Regions from separate parts of the Mus musculus genome. Here all the other regions are linked to region 1. Evidence: chromatin contacts called from public HiChIP or PLAC-seq and promoter capture Hi-C data. All regions are on one chromosome and are shown on one strand. The core of a region is the stretch at or near the end of the contact, and the rest is flanking DNA. Distances in the headings are between cores, read along the strand shown. Region 1 holds the start of 1190005I06Rik (RIKEN cDNA 1190005I06 gene). Region 2 holds the start of Mthfsd (methenyltetrahydrofolate synthetase domain containing). Region 3 has its middle 14 kb from the start of Cibar2. Region 4 has its middle 48 kb from the start of A330074K22Rik. Region 5 has its middle 27 kb from the start of Gm32968. Region 6 has its middle 19 kb from the start of Gm39264.

Region 1 (2,767 bases), core at 72-2,571:
AGTGTGAAGACAGCCAGCTCAGGAGCAGGTCTGGCACAGGCCAACTGCTGGCTAAGCACTCACATCTCCGCGTCCTCAGCCCAGGAGGACGAGTTGCTTTGTAAGTGACCTACACCTCCCTAGGGGACGCACACTCCGGCCTGGTGTGTGCCCACCAGCTGAGGCCTTCCAGGGACAGATTAGACACAGCTTTCCACGGCCTTGGGGCTGGTGGAGGGATTAAGTCTTTCCATAAATATACAGCCTTTCTCCTGTGCAGAGGACCCGGACCTGAGGGAGGGGGGACCACGAAGGGGACCAAGCTACATTGTGTCCTGACTAGGAAAGGGATCTGGATAGGCAAGAGGTGCTTTCAGCTGCTAGCACAACCAGAGAGGTGTCTCAGGCTGGAGAGAGACATCAGAATCTGCCACACAGGAGAAGCCGTCTGGGACTCAGTTTCCTTGTCTGTAAAACAGGGCGTGTTCTAACATTTCTCTACTCTCTCGGGAACGACTCCTACATTGCGCTGCACCGTTCTCTTGGCAAAGGCCAGAAGTCCTTCCTGCCCTCAGAGTCCCCAAGGGGAGCTGCGGGTCCTCTTTTTAATAAGCGCCCTCCCCAGATCTGCCAGGGCCAGCCCTGCCAAGAGAAGTGCCTGCTTCGAGCGGGTCGCCCTTTGCGGTCGCGAAGCTGCTTTGATGTACTGGGCGCCCCTAAGCGAGGCAGCTCATCAATAATACATTGGAAACACTTGGTGGAGGGAAGCGGTTCCTCCCGAGGCCTCCTGCCCCCACCTTGCCCGACTGCTCGGCAACCTGACAACCCAGCCGGGTGCAAAGAGGGGCCTGAGGCTGCCACGCGCGGGACACGCCCCCGCCCGATGTCAGACACGCGGCCAGAGGAGGCCGAGCTGATCAGCGAAGTCTGCAGGAAGTTGTGGGACGCCAGGGTCCAAAGGGTCCCCCATCACTCTGGAGTCCCCACCACCTTGGGGTCTCCACAGGCCACCCCTCCCCCGTCTCCACCCCACCCCATGCTCCCTACCCTCCCGGGTTCCCCAACCCGGGTCTCCACCGTCTCGGATTCCCCACCTCGGGGTCCCCTTGGTCCCAGATCTCCACGATCCTGGGGTCCCTCGTCCTGGGTCCCTATCCCAGGTCGCCAAAACCCAGGTCCCGGTGCGTCCGCCGTGGCGCGCACGGCGCGCGCACACTCACCGCTTCCTGGGGCGCGCTGGGCGCGGACGCTGGCGGCCGTGAGGGACACCAGGCGACGCGCTTGCAGCCGTGGGCCGCGGGGGTCATGGCCCGGCCTGCTCTGCCTGCAGCCGCGCTTGCCTCGGCCCCCGCCCGGCACCTGGAGGGCGGCGCCGCCCGGGCCGCTCCGCCCCGCAGCCCGCCCAGGGCTCAGCCACAACCCCTGCCGCCGCGCCTCCCTGCCCGCCTCCCCCACCGCAGCCGCGCTCCCGGCACCGGGCAAAGTTTGGGCATCGGCCGGCTGTCCCCGGTTCTGTGGAAGGAAATGGGGAGCCCGGCTCCGCCTCCTGTGCAGAGACGCAGAGGTAACGCCCCCGGCTCGTCGCTGCAGTTGGGAGGTTCAGGTGGCATTGTGACTCCCGGGCTTCCCCGCTGCTGGGTTCTGGCATTTTGACTGGCCACGTGCCCCCGCCTGTCACAGCTGGCAGAGGACCTGAGGGTGAAGACTCAGAGGCCTCGGGCTGCCGCCTCCCCACTCCCTATATCATGATTACTTTTGTATTATTTGAGATAGGGCCTCTTGTAGCCCACACAAGGCTGCCCTTGAACCCCTGATCCTCTGACCTCTATCTCCTAAGTGCTAGGATTACAAGCTTGGGGCCAATGCCTAGCCACCTTTATTTTTATGTTTTTGATGTCATGGCTTCCCCGTACCCCTCCTCCATACATCCAGCAAGTATCCACCACTGAGCCATACACCCACACCCTTTCAATACCCAGGTGTGGCTTCCAGCCCTGTCTCTTTTTCTTTTCTTTTCTTTTCTTTTTTTGGTTTTTCGAGACAGAGTTTCTCTGTATAGCCCTGGCTGTCCTGGAACTCACTTTGAAGACCAGGCTGGCTTCGAACTCAGAAATCTGCCTGCCTCTGCCTCCCGAGTGCTGGCCAGCCCTGTATCTTAATGGTTCTCTCATGGGACCCTCCTCAATGCCCCACGCACCTGCCTAGATCAATTCTTTGTCGCAAGTCTGTAGCGTGTGGCCACTCTACCAGCCTCAGGTCTCCGTACCCCCGGGCTGTGTATGTTTCTAATGACTATAAGGGGAAACTGAGTCCAGGGCAGGAAAGTGGAATTCCTGCGGTGGATACACAGGTACGATCCTACTATGAACCATCACTAAAGAAAAATGCAGTGACATTTCAGACCCTGGCTTTGTTAAGGCCACAGGGATAGGAGATGGATCAAATATTCTTCAGAATTCCAGCAGAAGTGGGTAGGATAGCCCATGTCCCACCTTCCCCAGGCAACATGGGGCCTGCCCTGGCTTGAGCCCCCAGGTCCTCGTGTGAAGTGGGCATTCCTGGGCCAGCACTTTGTGCCTGCCTGCCATGTCTGTCTCCAGGCATGAACCAGGATGGGCGGAAGTGTTTAGGAGCTGGAGCAGGGCGTTTGCTGTGGTCTCCAGCTTCACAACACAGCATGTTACATCACCTCCCCCAGCCGTGCCCCTTCTCTGGAACACAGAACAGATGCTTCCCATACATGTGTACACATATTTGATTAAAATTTTCCTCCCCTTAATTCCTAGTT
Region 2 (2,767 bases), core at 164-2,663, 470 kb after region 1:
GGATTCCATGTAGTCCCAAATCCGTTCACGTATGCTTTGTTTGGAGACACCTACAAGAAGGAAGGACTGTGACGTACTGCTAAGAAGCAATCCCATAATGCACGTGGGCACATCTATACCTGCCACTGTGACACCACTTGCATAGGAATTTGCGACCGAGTCAGACCAGCTTAAGATAACCAAAAGTATTAGTTTTCCCTCGAGCTCCCTGGCCAGTTGAGAGAAGCACCTTCATTTCTGCTAGGAAGCTGGAACACACTGAAACCAACTGTAAATCAATCTGTAGTCTTTCCTCGGCAGTGCTAGGGGTTCCTGCATCCCAGGCAAGCTCTCTACGAGTGAGCTACACACCTTTTTGAGGCAGGGTGTCTCTCTGATCAAAATGGGGCTTGAACCTTTAAGTGCTCTTCCTTCAGCCCCCAAATAGTGAGGTTACGGGTGTGCCACCAGGTCTGGCTAGAAGGTCATCTTTTGAACTAGTTAGTGATCCAGTGGGTCACACCTGGGGCTTTAAGTGTGCTAAGCAAGAACACTATCACTGAGCCACACTCCCAACATGTCCTTTAAACTGTTAAATCTTACAAATGACCTTACAAACCTCACAAGGCAGGCGTATAGAAAGTACATTTGTCTTCCTTGATATTTATAGCTGGTGCAAGCCTTTAATCCGAGCTCTTGGGAGGCAGAGGCGCTCTAAATCTCTAAATTTTGAGGCCAGCCTGAAATACAGAGTGAATTCTAGGGCAGCCAGGATTACACAGAGGAACCCTGACTCGAAGAAAACAAAACAAAACAAAGCACAAAGATGTATTTATTGTATATGTGCACCGCCAGCAACCGAACCGGCGGGGTGTGCATGCAGGTGCGGGAGGGCACTGGGTCCCTTCCCGTGGAACTGGACTTGTGAGTCACCGCATAGGCTTGCTGGGCCTTTCTCCCTCCTCTCTTCTCCACCTCCCTCCCTTCCTCTCCCGCTCGCTCTCCTCTTTCACTTCTCTCCTCTCTCTCCCTTCCTCCCTCTCTCTCCTGCTGGTATCACAGCGTTTGCACCAGCAGACCCCACTGACCAGCAATGGTTGCCTTCCCTACTTTCGCGGCCGGTGCACTTGTCGAGAACGCTTTGCAGCGCGGGCCGGGTGCCTGCTGGGCGAGTGCTCGCCGCCGCTGCGCGACCTCCCCAGCCTGGCTGGCTAAAACCTGTCCAGCCAAGCAAGGCGAGGATGGGACTGATCCTCCCTCCCGGCTGCCAGCCTCGGCGTCCCAGCCGTACCAGGCCGAGCCGCGTCCTCCCCCACGCATGCGGACCACGGGAACAACCGCGCCGTCCCAGCCTCGGTTTCCCCATCACCCTCGGTCTTCCTCACCCTCCTGGGTCTCCATGGCTAACACGTCACCGAGCGACGCCCCGTAGCATGTCCCCGCGCGCTAGTGACGCCAGACGCCAGCGCTTCGTGCTGCACCTGCGCACTGAAGCTAGTGACCCGCAAGGTTCGCGCACGCGCGGTTGGTGCAGTGGGCGGACTCCCGTTCTGGGTTTGGGGTTCCCTGCAGTAGTAGCACCGACGCATTAGAGGACCAGAGGTCACCGCTGGAACTGCCTTGCAACGCGGATGCCCAGGATTTCCCGAGACACACACGCACACAACACGCATACATTTATACCGTATGGAACATATAACACTCTAGGGCGGACGAGATGGTTCAGCGAGATAAAGGCGCTTGTTGCTAAGCCTGACAACTTGAGTTCGATTCTCAGGACCCACACAGGGTAAAAGGAGAAAAATGACTCCCGAAAGTTGTCTTTTGAGCTTCACAAGCTCTGTGTGTGTGTGTGCGAGTATGTATAGTACCTATAGAAACATCCCTTGAAATTCAAGGTTAACAAGGAAACCTGTTTATAGGAGTGGATCTAGGGTTTCCAACTTTCTTTTCTGTACCATGAATTGTACCAGGAACACGTGGTTAGACATAAAAATAAAGACTGTTTATAAAGGAAAGGCACTCCTGAAATGAAGAGGGTTGTAAGTCAGGGACAGCTTGGTCGATTTTGTGTGTGTGTGTGTGTGTGTGTGTGTGTGTGTGTTCCCAATGCTTGTAGTCAGCATACTGTGCATTTGGAGCATCTGTTGGGCTAAGGATGTACAAGTCTGCACTGGCCACTCAGCTCCACACATCCTAGCCTCTGATTGGGGGATGTGAGGGCAGCTATTGTCTGATTGGGGGATGTAAGGGCAGCTAGTGTCTGTTTTGCAGCTTTGCCTTTGCACCTTGAACAGACAAGGCTTCCCTGAACTGCCCTGTACCTGAGAAAGGTGGCGTCATGGGTGCCATCTTCACGGATTCCCCGGTTGGTTAGAGATTGTTAGCACTCAGTCCTTCCTGCCCACTAATCACCAAAATGATTAGTACACTTTTTTTTTTTTTTTTTTTGAGACAGGGTCTGACTATGCAGCCCTGGCTGGCCTTGAAACCACAGACCCACTTGTCTCTTCTCCCAAGGGCTGTGAAGTTGTGAGCCACCATGCCTGGCTAATGTTTGCCTTTCCTGCCCTTCCCCAACCCCAGCTTCCTTTTTCTCTTCCTCTTCCTCCCTCATTTCTTCCTTTCTTCTGTCTCTTCCTGTTCCTTTAGGTGTTTTGAGACAGGGTTGTACTCTGTCCTGACCTTGAACTCACAATCCTCCTGCCTCAACCTCCCAAACTCCCATGTGCTAGGAGTACAGCCCAGTGTCACCGCACCTCAGCTTGCATGTTCTTGCGTGTGTGTG
Region 3 (2,767 bases), core at 79-2,578, 440 kb before region 1:
GCGGCCACATGGACAAAAGGGGTAAAAGGGTCTGGTGACCAGAATAGCTGGGGACATAGGGAAGAGCCACTGGGGGAAGGGCAGCCCAGCCCAGTTCAGGGTAGGGGGCAGGATATGACAGCCATACCCTGTAACAGATAGGGACTGACGGATGCTGGGAGAACCTAGCCACCAGGTCCGCTCCAATGTGTTCAATAGACACCTCGGTTAGCCATTCGCCCGGCTTTGAGACCTAACATCGGCCCACAGGGCTGTCATGAGGGGCAGGCATCAGGAAGAACTCCAAGTGCTTCACGCTGCGGAGAAAGAGGGTGAAGACCCAGAAAGGCCTGCCAAGGGCGGAGGGCCAGCATCTCCACCTCCTCCAAGGCCCAACCTTGGCTTGGACCTGCTTCCTATTTGAACTTGCAGTGGGCCTGCTCTCCTGTGATCCCCCTTCCAGACCCTCCTACCCAGGGAATAGACCTCAGGCTGCAGGGCCCGCTGGGAAGGACCCCTCGTGGGCTCCTGTTGTGGCCTCCCGCAGGTGCTAGGATTTCACGGCTCTTGGTGCTCAGAGCCACTGGGTGGCCCTATGAGTCGCTCTCTCCATTCCAGTGGCTGGGCCATCTGAGCCACCTGTCCTGGTCAGCGGTATCAACCCAGTTAGCCCTAGTATTACTCTAGTATTACTAGGGCACCAGACAGGCAGAGAGGAGCCCGAAGAATAGTAGTCTCCAATTGCTCTTCCCAGGTCTGATCCACCTGGGTTCACCTAGGGAAAGAAGAAAAAAAATAAAAATAAAAAATCTCAGGGACGGACACTGATTGGTTCTGTTTGAGTCACATGTGCACCTCTGTACCAATCATAGTTGCTTAGAGAATGGGGACTGCAATTGGCTGGAGATGGGCCTTATGTTTTCCCTTGTTGCTAGGGCACAGGGGCAGAATATTAGCTGGTCAACTGCCCAGAAGCTGAGGGCAGTTGGGGTGCAGTACTTGGTCAAGAATGCCACCTCCAAGTAAAGAGCAGGATTTGGGGTGCTGCTGACTCCCCAAGTCCAATGCATAGCCTTGCAGAGTTGGAGGGAGGCCAGGCCAGGGGAAGGGGTCCTGCACTACTTCCAGGAGGGGGCGTAGACACTCTTGTGTACCCCCAGCCCTGTCACCAGAGCGCATGTTGCAGCCATCTGGCCAGCCTGCTGCTGGGGGTCCCCTCCCGGAGCCCTGCTGCTGACAGGAACCAGCGCCTTTTACAGCCGCCAGCGCATCTGGGAACGCTCTGGCCTCCGGGCTGGAGCCGAGTCCCAGCCACGCCGGGGAGCAGCCCCCACTCCGGCACCCACGTGACAGCCCGCTGGACGCCGGCCACCACCGTTGTGTAACCAGCCTTGTCCAGGAGAGAGGCGAGGCTGCGGGGCATGCCTCCAGCTGGGGCTGCCGCCAGGTCCCCAGCAGGCCTGGGGTGGCTGGGGACACCCGGGGCAAGGGCACTGCCCCCTCCTTTCTATGCTTTTCTTAGCCCCCCCCCCCCCAGTCTTCCTGCCTTTTCTCTCACACTGTTTCTTCTCTGGACCCATCTCTCTCCTTTCCCACCACTTCCCTCTTCTTCCTCTTCCTTTCCTCCCTCATTCTTAATTTTCCCCTCTCCAACTCCAGGAGCCCTCATTCCAGGGTCCCCATGGAGGTAGGGGCCTGAATACAATACAGGCCTCTCCAAAGACCCCATATCTACTTCGGAGGACAAGGACTGGGAAGTGGCTGTGACCCACCCCCAGCCCCCATCCCCAGCAACTCCACACCACATCACACACTCTCACGAGCCTTTTAAGGACAATACCAGCTCGGTGGCAGGCATCCAGCTTTGGTCCCAGACCTCTTTGGGGATAGGGATCATGGGCGTTTGCTGTCAGGGTAAAATGGGATAGAAGGGGTTTCCTAGGCCTCAAGCTGTGGGCTATAACAGCCCCTCCCTCCAGCTCCTGCCTGCGATTCACCATAGGGATCTGGGACTGGAGACTTCTGTCCACCCTATGGTTCTTCTGCCTATGGTTCCCTCCTCCATCCACTCGGCCCTGTAAGGAGCAGATCAGTGCTCCAGTCAGCAAGAAGGGCATGTACAAAGGCCCTGGGGCACAGAACAACTTGGTGGACTCATGGATCTAAAAAACCCTTCTGGCCTCAGTGAGGAGGCCCAAAGGGCATGGAAGGATGGTATCTGGGCATGGTGATGGGGAAGGGACTCTGTGGGCTGAAGCAGGAGCATGCCAAAGGTGCCTTTCTCATTGTCTACTGGGTCACATGGGACAGGCAGAGCAGAGCGCAGAGAAGGACTGTGGTTGCTGAGGCGGGAGGGGATGGTGCTGTGGGTGGACTTATGGGAGGAGAGATGAAAAATAGGGGAGAGAGGGTGCTCCCAGCAGGGCTGTGTGCAGCGATGTAACACCTCCAGGGACCTCGAAGACCGGGTTCCCTTGGCTCAAGTGAGGAGTTGCAGGGTAGGGCTGTGGTGTGACTAGAGTCTGAGGAGTGGAGGACTTTGGGGTCCCTGAAATTCTGGAAGGTATGAGTTCTGGCTGCTGGTACCAAGAACAGTGGGGGACACAGTCTGGAAAGAGGCTCTGTGTTATTAGACGCGTTCTCACGACCGGCCAGGAAAGACGCAACAAACCAGAATCTTCTGCGGCAAAGCTTTATTGCTTACATCTTCAGGAGCCAGAGTGCAAGCAGCAAGAGAGCAAGAAGCAAGAGAGAGAGAAAACGAAACCCCGTCCCTTTTTAAGGAGAA
Region 4 (2,767 bases), core at 160-2,659, 360 kb before region 1:
GGTGGCAATGACTCTTGTGGTCTGGGATAGAAGTGGTGGGAGCAGACAGACTGACAGGGACTTGGGATAATGAATGGCCTTGGAAAGAGGCCCACCTGCATCAGACACTCCTGGCAGGTTCTGTACTTGGCGTCTGCCTGGCTCCTGGCAGAGGAGGCCAGGTGAAGGGCTGGGGAGACCCGGGACACTCCAGGCTTCTCCTCCCCTCCCCTCCTCTCCCCTCCACGCATGGCTGGGACCACAGGTGTGGCCTGGAAGGTGACCTCTCCAACATAACTGTCCATAGCCAGCCCCATCCTAGGGACTGATAAACACTGCGTCTAGATCCCTTCACCCCTTGACTAATAGAATAGTAGCCAGACCAGGGCCAGAGCATCCGCCTTTCACCTTGGTGGAGGGGGCCTGATGGTGGTGGCTTCCAGCTGCACTTGCAAGAACCCCTTGTGTTCAGGAGGGTGCTCACCGGCTGTCTTTCCGCCTGTGTTTGCCCTCAGGTGTTCTTACTCCCTGCTCTTGTTTGCTTTGTGGTCTTAGGCAAGTCACCAAACCTCTCTGGTCTCTCCCCAGAATGATCCTTTCTTACCAGTGTAGGGACCTCTCTGAGCCCCTCCCATGCCCAGGCACCAGCAGCCGTGGGGTGGGGGCTCTCAGCTTCCTGGGAAGTTTAGAAATGTGGGTGTCTGTGCCGTCACTATCGGAACTGTTCTGTAGCTTGTACAGGAAGGACTGGAAACTGCATGATAGCGACCGGGGAAACTGAGGCCTGGGCCTAGCGCCCTGAATGTTCCTCCTTTACAGAATCCTGGGGCCGGGCCAGCAATGAAGCATGACCCCTAAGCTGTTGGCTCCGCTTGCCCTTGACCCTGAGAGGGGATGGGAGAGGCTGAAGATGCCAGCCCCGCCCCCCTTCGCAGCTGCCTCGGAGGCCTGGAGCCTGGCGTCTGGACCGGGGAGGCCCCAGAGCCACTGCAAATCTGGTCCAGCTGGGGGATTAGAGGCATCTGGCTCGGTTACACCAGAGAAACAAAGGCGGCTGCAGCCTTTATCTAGGGGAAGTGGGGGGTTGCCCGTGTGCCTTGCGGGGGACCTAGACAGACCTCGGACATGGACCCAGCTGGCCCCATGCACCCCAGGTCCCCAAGAGGTAACCGCATACCTCTGGAAGGGGGCGTGCAAGGAGAGGTGGGGACAGGATGGGGCCTCTGCTCGCAGCTGGCTCTGCTGGAAGAACAGGGACACCCCCACCTCCCCAGGCCAGGAAACATCCAATAAAACAGTCTTCATCGGCCCACCCCGCCCTCCAGATTGCAAAGGGCGTGGTCTTGAGAGAGGAGGGGCGTGGTCCCACAGCAGCCAAGGCCAAGGCCGTGGGGTGCGGTTCTGGGCGTGGGCAGCCCCCTGGCCCTCTCCCAGACCACGCCCCGACCACGCCTCTTCCCCAGCGCGGTGCCAGGCGTTGAGGCGCCGCCGGTGCGCGGCTTGCTGGAGCCAGGCGCTGACCTTATTAGCGCGGGGCAGCTGCTTGTGAGGCACATCTGGCGGCGCTGGCCTGGCGCTACCTTCCAGGAATGCTGGCAGCATCTGGGGCCGCCGGCGCCCCCTCCGGCGCCGGCCCGGGCCGCGGCCCCCGGATTTCCCGGCCCCTCCCGGCTCCTCCTGGCCTGGGGCCTGCCAGGGGCTGGGCCTGTAAGAGGGCTACTCTCCCTGGATGTTGCGAGACTCCCCCACCCCCGCGAACCCCGTAGCAGATAGTGGGGAAACTGAGGCTTGAGAGGGAGACAGTGCCTGATCCGTGGCTTGTTGTCACCCGCATATCCTATGCGTGGCTCTTTGAGGACATGTTCTGGCCCAGGGCGGAGCAATGATGAAGAAAGGAAGAAGCGTGACCCACACCCACCAACTGCTCCTGGGACTCTGGAGGCCACCATCTGTGTTCCTGGACCAGACCCTGTTCCTTCCTAGCTTTATGACTTGGCCCTGTGAGCTCACTGAGCCCAGACCCTGTCCCTTCCTAGCTGTGTGACCTGGTTCTGTGATCTTACCTCCCAGGGTCTTGAAGCGTCACTGGTTGGGTGAGAACCGAGTGCAGCTTACAAGCTGCACAGGGGGCGCTCACAGCCACGTGTGGAGGCCAGGGCTTTGGGCCAGGCAAGACGAGCGAGCAAGACAGCTACAGTGTTTCAGATCAGAGATCCCACGAGTACCCAGACCTGGGTCAGGGAGCCCCACAGCGCTTAGTCACCAGAACCACTTGTGGAAGCCAAAACTTTGGGGTGGGACAGCGGAATACTTGAAGGTTCGGGAGAAGATTTGCTGAGGAGAGTTCAGGCTCTTTGAGCCTTGAGACCCCAAGGGAGCGACTACCCTGTAACTTTAACTATGCAGTACTGAGATCTGGAATACTGAGAGTCCCCTACTCCTTGGGGATCCTGAAGTGTCTCTTCCCTCCTCCTGACAGACTTTTCTGGAGACAGCTTGAAAGAGCAGTCACTAGGCCCTGGGAAGAGGGGGCAGAAGACCTGGTTCCAAGTCGAGGAATAGCGAAGCTGGTGCGGCCCGCTGCACACTGTAGGGCTGCCTCTGAGGCTGGAGGGTGGATGAGGCTGGACTCCTAGGAAGGGAGTTGGGAAAGAACACTAAGTTGTTCAAATGCTCGCCTGTAAGGGCAGGAGTGTTATGTTTGAAGTACCGGGGAGCCATCACAATTGAGGAAATCAAGAATGGGGGTCAGTGGTCTGTCCACTTCTCCAACCCAAGTGCCTTGTGG
Region 5 (2,767 bases), core at 175-2,674, 330 kb before region 1:
CAGATGGAGCACCAGGCCATTGGATGTTAGCCTGGACCTCGGCCCACGATGCCAGTCTGCTGAGTGGTCTGCGCTGGCAGATTCGGACTCTGGGAACGGGAGGGTCACAGCCCTTTCCGAGACAGTGGGAGGGGATGCCAGTGTCCATTCACAGAGGGTGCATAAGAAGGTGTCTATGCACTCACTGGGTGCTCACCTGGCTATGAGGAGACTTGTGTGGGTGCACCCCAAAGCATGATGGGAGAGATTGAAGCTTGATACACCCACAAGCCATAGGATGACCATGGGCATGAAGTGCAGCTGAGCAGGAGCAGGGGAAACTAAGAGGTGCAGAGTTTCTTCCTAGGGCTGTGAGAACGTTCTAGAATAGACAGAGGTAGTGGTTATGGGACTGACCGTGTACTCTGTATCTCTAGACTGACCAGCATGACCCGGGGTGTGTTTCACCACACCATGGAAAGAGTTGACGATGGGCGGGGCTGGGGAATGGGTCAGTTAGGAAAGTGCTCCCTTAAATATGAGAACCAGAGTTGGATTCCCAGCACCCACGTGGTGACTCACAACAGTCTCTTAACAGGTCCAGGGGATCTGTCACCCTCTTCTGGCCTCTGTGGGCCCTGTACACACATGGTTCACAGACATACATGCAGGCAAACCATACACATAAGTTAATAAACCAAGTTAATATATACCTGTATATATAATATATTATATATGTATATAATATATGATATACATGTATAATTCATAATATACTTTATATTATATAATATATATTTTATATATCATGTTATATATAACATATAGTATATATCATATATCATATATTATATATATGTACAGTAGTAGCATGCATCTAACTTTGGGGGTGTGGAGGCAGGAGCCTGGTGCTCACTGGCAAGCTAGCTTAGCTGTATCAGTGAACCTCTGGGTCAGTGAGAGACCCTGTCTCAAAACGCCAGATGGCAAAGTGATTGAGGAGGACACCTGACAATGACTCCTGGCTTCTCCATGCATGTGTACCTGTGTCTTACATCAGCGTGAACATGAACAGAGACAGGAGAGGAGGGAAGCATGCTGGCTTGCTCAGTGTGCTCCAGTAGAGGTTGCTGCAAGTCCTCCCTCTAAGATCTGGTGCAGCTTGCTCTGCAACTCAGGGCTCTAATAGCCACACTTGGCTCCGTAGGAGGGACCCTCTCAGTAGCGTGATGCGTGCCAGGTGTGTCATCCCTGATGTCTAGCATCCCTCACGGACGAGCCTCAGTCATGCTAACAGGTGCCTGCTGTCCTCTCACAGAGAATGGGGCTGATTCAAGGAGACCGCTGTTGTAATCTTCCCAGCTCCGGCTCCTCCTCTGCTCTGTGGGTGGTGGAAGGACTCTGTGGCCTCCCGCCAGCAGCCTTCAGGCACACAGCGTCCTACCATAGCTTCCTGCAGCCTGTGCCCCTGCAGGGCAGCTGTCGACTGGAGCAGTCACAGCTCTACTGTTGGCAGCCGAGTATGCTGTAGGAGACCGAAGGCAGTAGCAGGAGCTGAGGCTCCGTGCAAAGGAGGGTTCAGGTCTCACCGCCAGGGTGCTCAGTGGAGGCCTAAGGTCAAATCCCAGAAGTCTGTCATTGGTGTTGGACGCCTGGGGGGGCTGAACAGCAGTTCTTAAAGATCCAGCCTCAAGCCCAAAGCCCTGACCCAGGTACAAGCTGGGCAAGGTTGAAACAGGTGCCACGCCCCATGCTTCCAGCAGATGGCGCTCTCACCCTGGGAAGGGCGCTTGCCTGGGGAGGTCAGGGTGGAGAGAGCTGCTGGTTGTGCCCCCTTTATTCTTTCATGGCAGGTTTGGTGACTTGTGGCAGAGCCTGAGAGTGTTGTTCTTATGTACTTGGGCCTTGGGATTCCATCCTACCCATGACATCCTTGGGTGCCAATCATGTTAACACAGTGGGTTCTGGGTGTACAGCCAAGCCATGGAGAAAGGGGGGGGGGGGTTCCTAGTGGGTTCCTTGGTGAGCTTGCCATTTCTAAGTTGTAGATGGGTAAACCAGAGAGGTACATTCACTTGCCTGAGGCTACACAGCTGAGATTACAACCCTAGCTTGCTGGGCAACTGGAGGACCTTGCAACTCCTGGGTTTTGCTGGGAGCTGGCTCTATGCTGTTTGAACACTCTGAGGAGAGTTCCATGTCTAATCTCCAGGGCTGGCACCACTGAAGTGGGGGAAATGGAGACACAGGGACTTTGGTATTGTGCCCTGGGATTGTCAATGATACTATACAGTAGACAGGAAACTAGGCTCAAACCAGGCCAGGTCAAAGTCATGATCCCATTTTATACATGTGACTTAGGTAATTTGTGCCCTTGGCCTGGCTGAAGTGTGGTATTTGAAGCCCTGTCACCAAGTGTTTGTTTTTTGTTTGTGGGTTTGGTTTTGGTTTGAGACAGGGTTTCTCTGTAGCCCTGGCTATCCTGGAACTCTAGACCAGGCTGGTCTTGAACTCAGAGATCTACCTGCCTCTTCCTCCCAAGTGCTGGGATTAAAGGTGTGAGCCACCATTGCCCAGCTTCTTTGTGGGTTTCTGTACTTACTTTGATTAGTGTTGAGGAAAAAAACATTGGATTTAATACTGCAGGGTTTTGTTTTGTTTTGTTTTGTTTTTTTAAAGCCATTTGAGCTGGATGTAGAGCTGGACGAGGCAGAAGCAGGTGGGTCTCTGGTTATATAACAAGTCACAGGACAGTCAGAACTACATGGAGAATTTACTTATCTCAAAA
Region 6 (2,767 bases), core at 82-2,581, 270 kb before region 1:
ACAGACGTGTGTACCTGCCCCTCCCTGAGTCTCCACACAAGCACGTAAACACACACAAAGACTATGCTCGGAGCCACTGAAGTGACTTTTGTGGGCCCTGTGGGTGAAGAGTCATGGGGCCCTAGGGAGACAATGTTATAACTAGCCTGGCCCACCCTCCTGAAGGCCACATATGTGTGACACTTTCCCTGTGTCCTCGGGGGCTTATTCCGTTCAGCTTTTAGTAGTTGCTCACGGGGTTGTAGCCTCTCTCTTCAGCTTCATTCCCATCTGGAAATGTTGTTCCTTCCAATTTGTGGGTCTCTTACCTCCGTGTGTGTGTGTGTGTGTGTGTGTGTGTGTGTGTCTGTGTGTGTCTGTGTGATGCTGGCTGGCCTAGGCGGGCGGGGTGGGGTGTGGGGGACTCGCAAGCTTTCACTGGGTGAATGGGAGCTGGGGTCTGTGCGGCAGTGGATGGAGGAAATTAGAGCCCAGGTATGTGCATCCAAGTGGCTTCTTATCCAACTCTAGAGCCTTCCTTCTCTCCTCAGGGCATGGTCCAGTCAGCACATGTTTTGTACAGGAGCTCTGAGGGTTGAGTGAATTTATTTCAAACACCTGGTGAGGGAGCTATAAGAAGAGCTGCAGAGATGGCCAAGTGTTGAAGGGCACTGGCTGCTCTTCTTGCAAAGGGCCAGGGTTCAAATCCCAGCACCCACATTTAGATAGTGTCCAGCCTCAAGTCACTCCAGCCCAGGGAACCTGGCGCCCTCTCCTGGCTTTCAGAGGGACTGCACAAAGGTGGTGCACTTCCACACAGGCAAAACACTCTCGCCTAAGAAATAAAAACAAACAAATCTTACAAGCAAAACAAAACCAGAAGAAGCAATGCCTTTAGGAAACAGAGGACCCAGCCTTGGTCATGGCTCGGCCAAGGGCACTCAAGGTCACAGCTGAGCTTGTGCCCTGGAGGATGTTCCTGGGAGCAAACACTTGTGTGAGTCTGGGAACGGCCTTCTTCCCGTCACACCGGTTTCCTGTGGTTGCTGTCACATGTCACCTGGAACTTAGTGGCTCCAAACGTGCCTCTTCCTTTTAGGTTAGAGGTCAGAGCTCTCGGCTGGGTTCCAGGCTAAGGCCTCACAGGCTGCTTCCTCCTTAGTGTGTAAGATCTGCCTCGCGCTTGCCCCAGCTTCTGAAAGCCTCAGCTGTCCTTGGCCTGTGGCCCCTTCCTCGTGTTTCTCCTTTCTCTCCCATTGTACCCCTCCCCAGCTGGAATAACCCTGAGACCCCAACACACCCAACTGGCTTATCTAACCTCTCCTTCTGCCTAGGGTTTAATGTCCCAGCTACAGCCACAAGAGGTCCACTTTGCCCTGTGAGGTGGCTCTTTGTTCACAGCTGCAGGAGGAGGTGGTGTCTCATAGAGCCTGCTGGTTGGCGGTCCGTTCCAGTCAGCCTGACTGGGCTGACTATGTCTTTGGTACGGGGTCCCTAGTGTCAGTGAAAGGGGCGGAGTGGACAGGAAGTGTGTCTCTATTCAGGCAGTTGCAGGACAGTGGGGTCACTCCAGAACTCAGGGGTGTGGTGGGCCAGCCTTGTAAGCTGCTGAGTAAGGACAGCCTGCATTTGGACCCCCAAATTCCCCTCTCTTTGCTGAGCAGGTCAGGGGTCAGGATGGTTTCCTGCCCCTCCCGGACAGAAGCTGTGGATGTAGTTTGTCACTGGCCCAGAAGGGGGCGCAACCCAGCAGAGCCAGAAACAGAAGCCTGGAGTGGGTGGGGTTAGCCCCAGGAACCAGGTTCTGCCCCTTCCCCTCCCCTGGGTACCTTGGAGACAGCAGGCAGATCACCCTGGTCCCCACCTCCAAATGCATCCAGAACATAGATCTGCCTAGAACTTTCCCCTGGAACCCCCAAACACTGCCAAAGCTGAGGGCACCTGGAGTGCTCTCTTTCCCCCAAATGCATCAAGATGGACACCAAGAAGAGCAAGCCACAGGGGAAGCACCATGTGACTGGGGACTTTAGAGAGAAGGGAATTCAGAATGGAGACCCTACCAGCTGAATAGGGCAGAGAAGAAGTTCTCTGGGGAGAGACCCGAGACCCTTGACTCAGAAATGCTGGAGCCTCCTGTCCCTCCTCCCTCCCAGTGGCCTGTGTCCCTTGCATCTACAACCCCCACCCCCAAGCAAAGAGCACTGACTAGGCTCTGAAACCCACAGCCCACCTCAGCCTCTGAGAGCCCACCACTTGCCTGGCCTTCTGTGCCGTGGAGCCTCCTCTTGTGGAGCCTCTTCTCCTTTCTCGTCTGAGCCTCCTCCTCCTCCTCCCTGTGTCCCACGCATACGCACATCCTTTCCCAGCACCCCAGCCTTGACTGTGTCTCTTTGACCTTTGACCTTTGTGTTGACCCCCCTTGTGGTGCCAAATTCCTACAGGAATGAGGGCTGTCAGGGTGACCCCTCTGTGTCTTAGGGCATAGCCTTCCTCCTCTGTGCACAAAATGTCTTGGTCAGCTGAGCCTGCCAGGAGAACACGAGGCAGAGAAATCAGGACTATAGGGAAATAGCTGTCACCTCCGAGGGCCTGGTCCCCACAGAAGCCATAGTGGCAGTGCCAGGCAGGACGCTGGGGAGCAGGAGGAAGCCTGCCTTGCCTTGCTGGGCTGAAGCTTGTACGCAGCTCCGAGTGTGGACCTAGCTCATAAAGGAGCTTAGTAGGGTTGAGAGAGGTGGATGGAGAGGCAGAGAGAAGGGAGCCTCTCACCGGTGGGTCCTTCCGCCCC

What was found. Promoter capture Hi-C pulls out the DNA fragments that hold promoters and counts their contacts. HiChIP or PLAC-seq counts read pairs in DNA pulled down with a chosen protein or histone mark.
Region 2: a contact with region 1 is called in a FOXA1 HiChIP or PLAC-seq map of pancreatic cancer cells. The contact joins the promoter of Mthfsd here to the promoter of 1190005I06Rik in region 1. A contact is called at or near these places in 3 of 39 promoter capture datasets (embryonic stem cells, hippocampal neurons and liver), 1 of 15 datasets of contacts at CTCF or cohesin (large pre-B cells), 1 of 484 Hi-C or Micro-C datasets (embryonic stem cells), 3 of 115 datasets of contacts at active chromatin or transcription factors (craniofacial prominence, large pre-B cells and pancreatic cancer cells) and 1 of 9 other capture datasets (adipose tissue).
Region 3: an H3K4me3 HiChIP or PLAC-seq map of embryonic basal ganglia shows a contact between it and region 1, with 6 times the contacts expected there. The contact joins the enhancer-like site here to the promoter of 1190005I06Rik in region 1. A contact is called at or near these places in 11 of 39 promoter capture datasets (the 3T3-L1 cell line, the HPC-7 cell line, HPC-7-derived erythroid cells and 8 more), 1 of 484 Hi-C or Micro-C datasets (the G1E-ER4 cell line), 9 of 115 datasets of contacts at active chromatin or transcription factors (craniofacial prominence, embryonic basal ganglia, embryonic forebrain and 6 more) and 1 of 9 other capture datasets (embryonic stem cells).
Region 4: a contact with region 1 is called in an HNF4G HiChIP or PLAC-seq map of pancreatic cancer cells. The contact joins the enhancer-like site here to the promoter of 1190005I06Rik in region 1. A contact is called at or near these places in 2 of 39 promoter capture datasets (the C10 cell line and hippocampal neurons), 12 of 115 datasets of contacts at active chromatin or transcription factors (embryonic basal ganglia, embryonic forebrain, embryonic hindbrain and 7 more) and 1 of 9 other capture datasets (embryonic stem cells).
Region 5: an H3K4me3 HiChIP or PLAC-seq map of forebrain shows a contact between it and region 1, with 3 times the contacts expected there. The contact joins the enhancer-like site here to the promoter of 1190005I06Rik in region 1. A contact is called at or near these places in 7 of 39 promoter capture datasets (the C10 cell line, the HPC-7 cell line, embryonic stem cells and 4 more), 2 of 15 datasets of contacts at CTCF or cohesin (the NIH/3T3 cell line and large pre-B cells), 11 of 115 datasets of contacts at active chromatin or transcription factors (double positive thymocytes, embryonic basal ganglia, embryonic forebrain and 5 more) and 2 of 9 other capture datasets (adipose tissue and embryonic stem cells).
Region 6: a promoter capture Hi-C map of embryonic stem cells shows a contact between it and region 1, with 2.6 times the contacts expected there. The contact joins the enhancer-like site here to the promoter of 1190005I06Rik in region 1. A contact is called at or near these places in 4 of 39 promoter capture datasets (the C10 cell line, embryonic stem cells and hippocampal neurons), 5 of 115 datasets of contacts at active chromatin or transcription factors (the HPC-7 cell line, embryonic stem cells, pancreatic cancer cells and 1 more) and 1 of 9 other capture datasets (embryonic trunk).

The regions. Positions count from the first base shown.
Region 1 is chr8:120,633,069-120,635,835 of GRCm38.p6, forward strand. 1190005I06Rik (RIKEN cDNA 1190005I06 gene) reads right to left here and starts at 1,322. Exons shown (of 4, transcript NM_197988.3): 1 at 1,200-1,322. The coding sequence starts at 1,286. The region is part of intron 1 of Gm27021 (predicted gene, 27021); the gene reads right to left.
Region 2 is chr8:121,106,924-121,109,690 of GRCm38.p6, forward strand. Mthfsd (methenyltetrahydrofolate synthetase domain containing) reads right to left here and starts at 1,414. Exons shown (of 9, transcript NM_001372381.1): 1 at 1,365-1,414; 2 at 1-50. The coding sequence starts at 1,380.
Region 3 is chr8:120,189,988-120,192,754 of GRCm38.p6, forward strand. No RefSeq gene overlaps it. Among named protein-coding and RNA genes, the nearest start is that of Cibar2, 14 kb to the left of the region's middle. Within about 2 kb of position 1,329, at least 159 of the 459 cell types and tissues checked have an H3K27ac peak or open chromatin away from gene starts, as enhancers often do. A contact at or near this core is called in craniofacial prominence, embryonic basal ganglia, embryonic forebrain and 4 more, where this site is marked.
Region 4 is chr8:120,275,197-120,277,963 of GRCm38.p6, forward strand. It overlaps a transcript of Gse1 not described here. Among named protein-coding and RNA genes, the nearest start is that of A330074K22Rik, 48 kb to the left of the region's middle. Within about 2 kb of position 1,410, at least 278 of the 459 cell types and tissues checked have an H3K27ac peak or open chromatin away from gene starts, as enhancers often do. A contact at or near this core is called in embryonic basal ganglia, embryonic stem cells and pancreatic cancer cells, where this site is marked.
Region 5 is chr8:120,299,312-120,302,078 of GRCm38.p6, forward strand. It overlaps a transcript of Gse1 not described here. Among named protein-coding and RNA genes, the nearest start is that of Gm32968, 27 kb to the right of the region's middle. Within about 2 kb of position 1,425, at least 129 of the 459 cell types and tissues checked have an H3K27ac peak or open chromatin away from gene starts, as enhancers often do. A contact at or near this core is called in the HPC-7 cell line, adipose tissue, double positive thymocytes and 2 more, where this site is marked.
Region 6 is chr8:120,362,895-120,365,661 of GRCm38.p6, forward strand. It overlaps a transcript of Gse1 not described here. Among named protein-coding and RNA genes, the nearest start is that of Gm39264, 19 kb to the left of the region's middle. Within about 2 kb of position 1,332, at least 97 of the 459 cell types and tissues checked have an H3K27ac peak or open chromatin away from gene starts, as enhancers often do. A contact at or near this core is called in the HPC-7 cell line and embryonic stem cells, where this site is marked.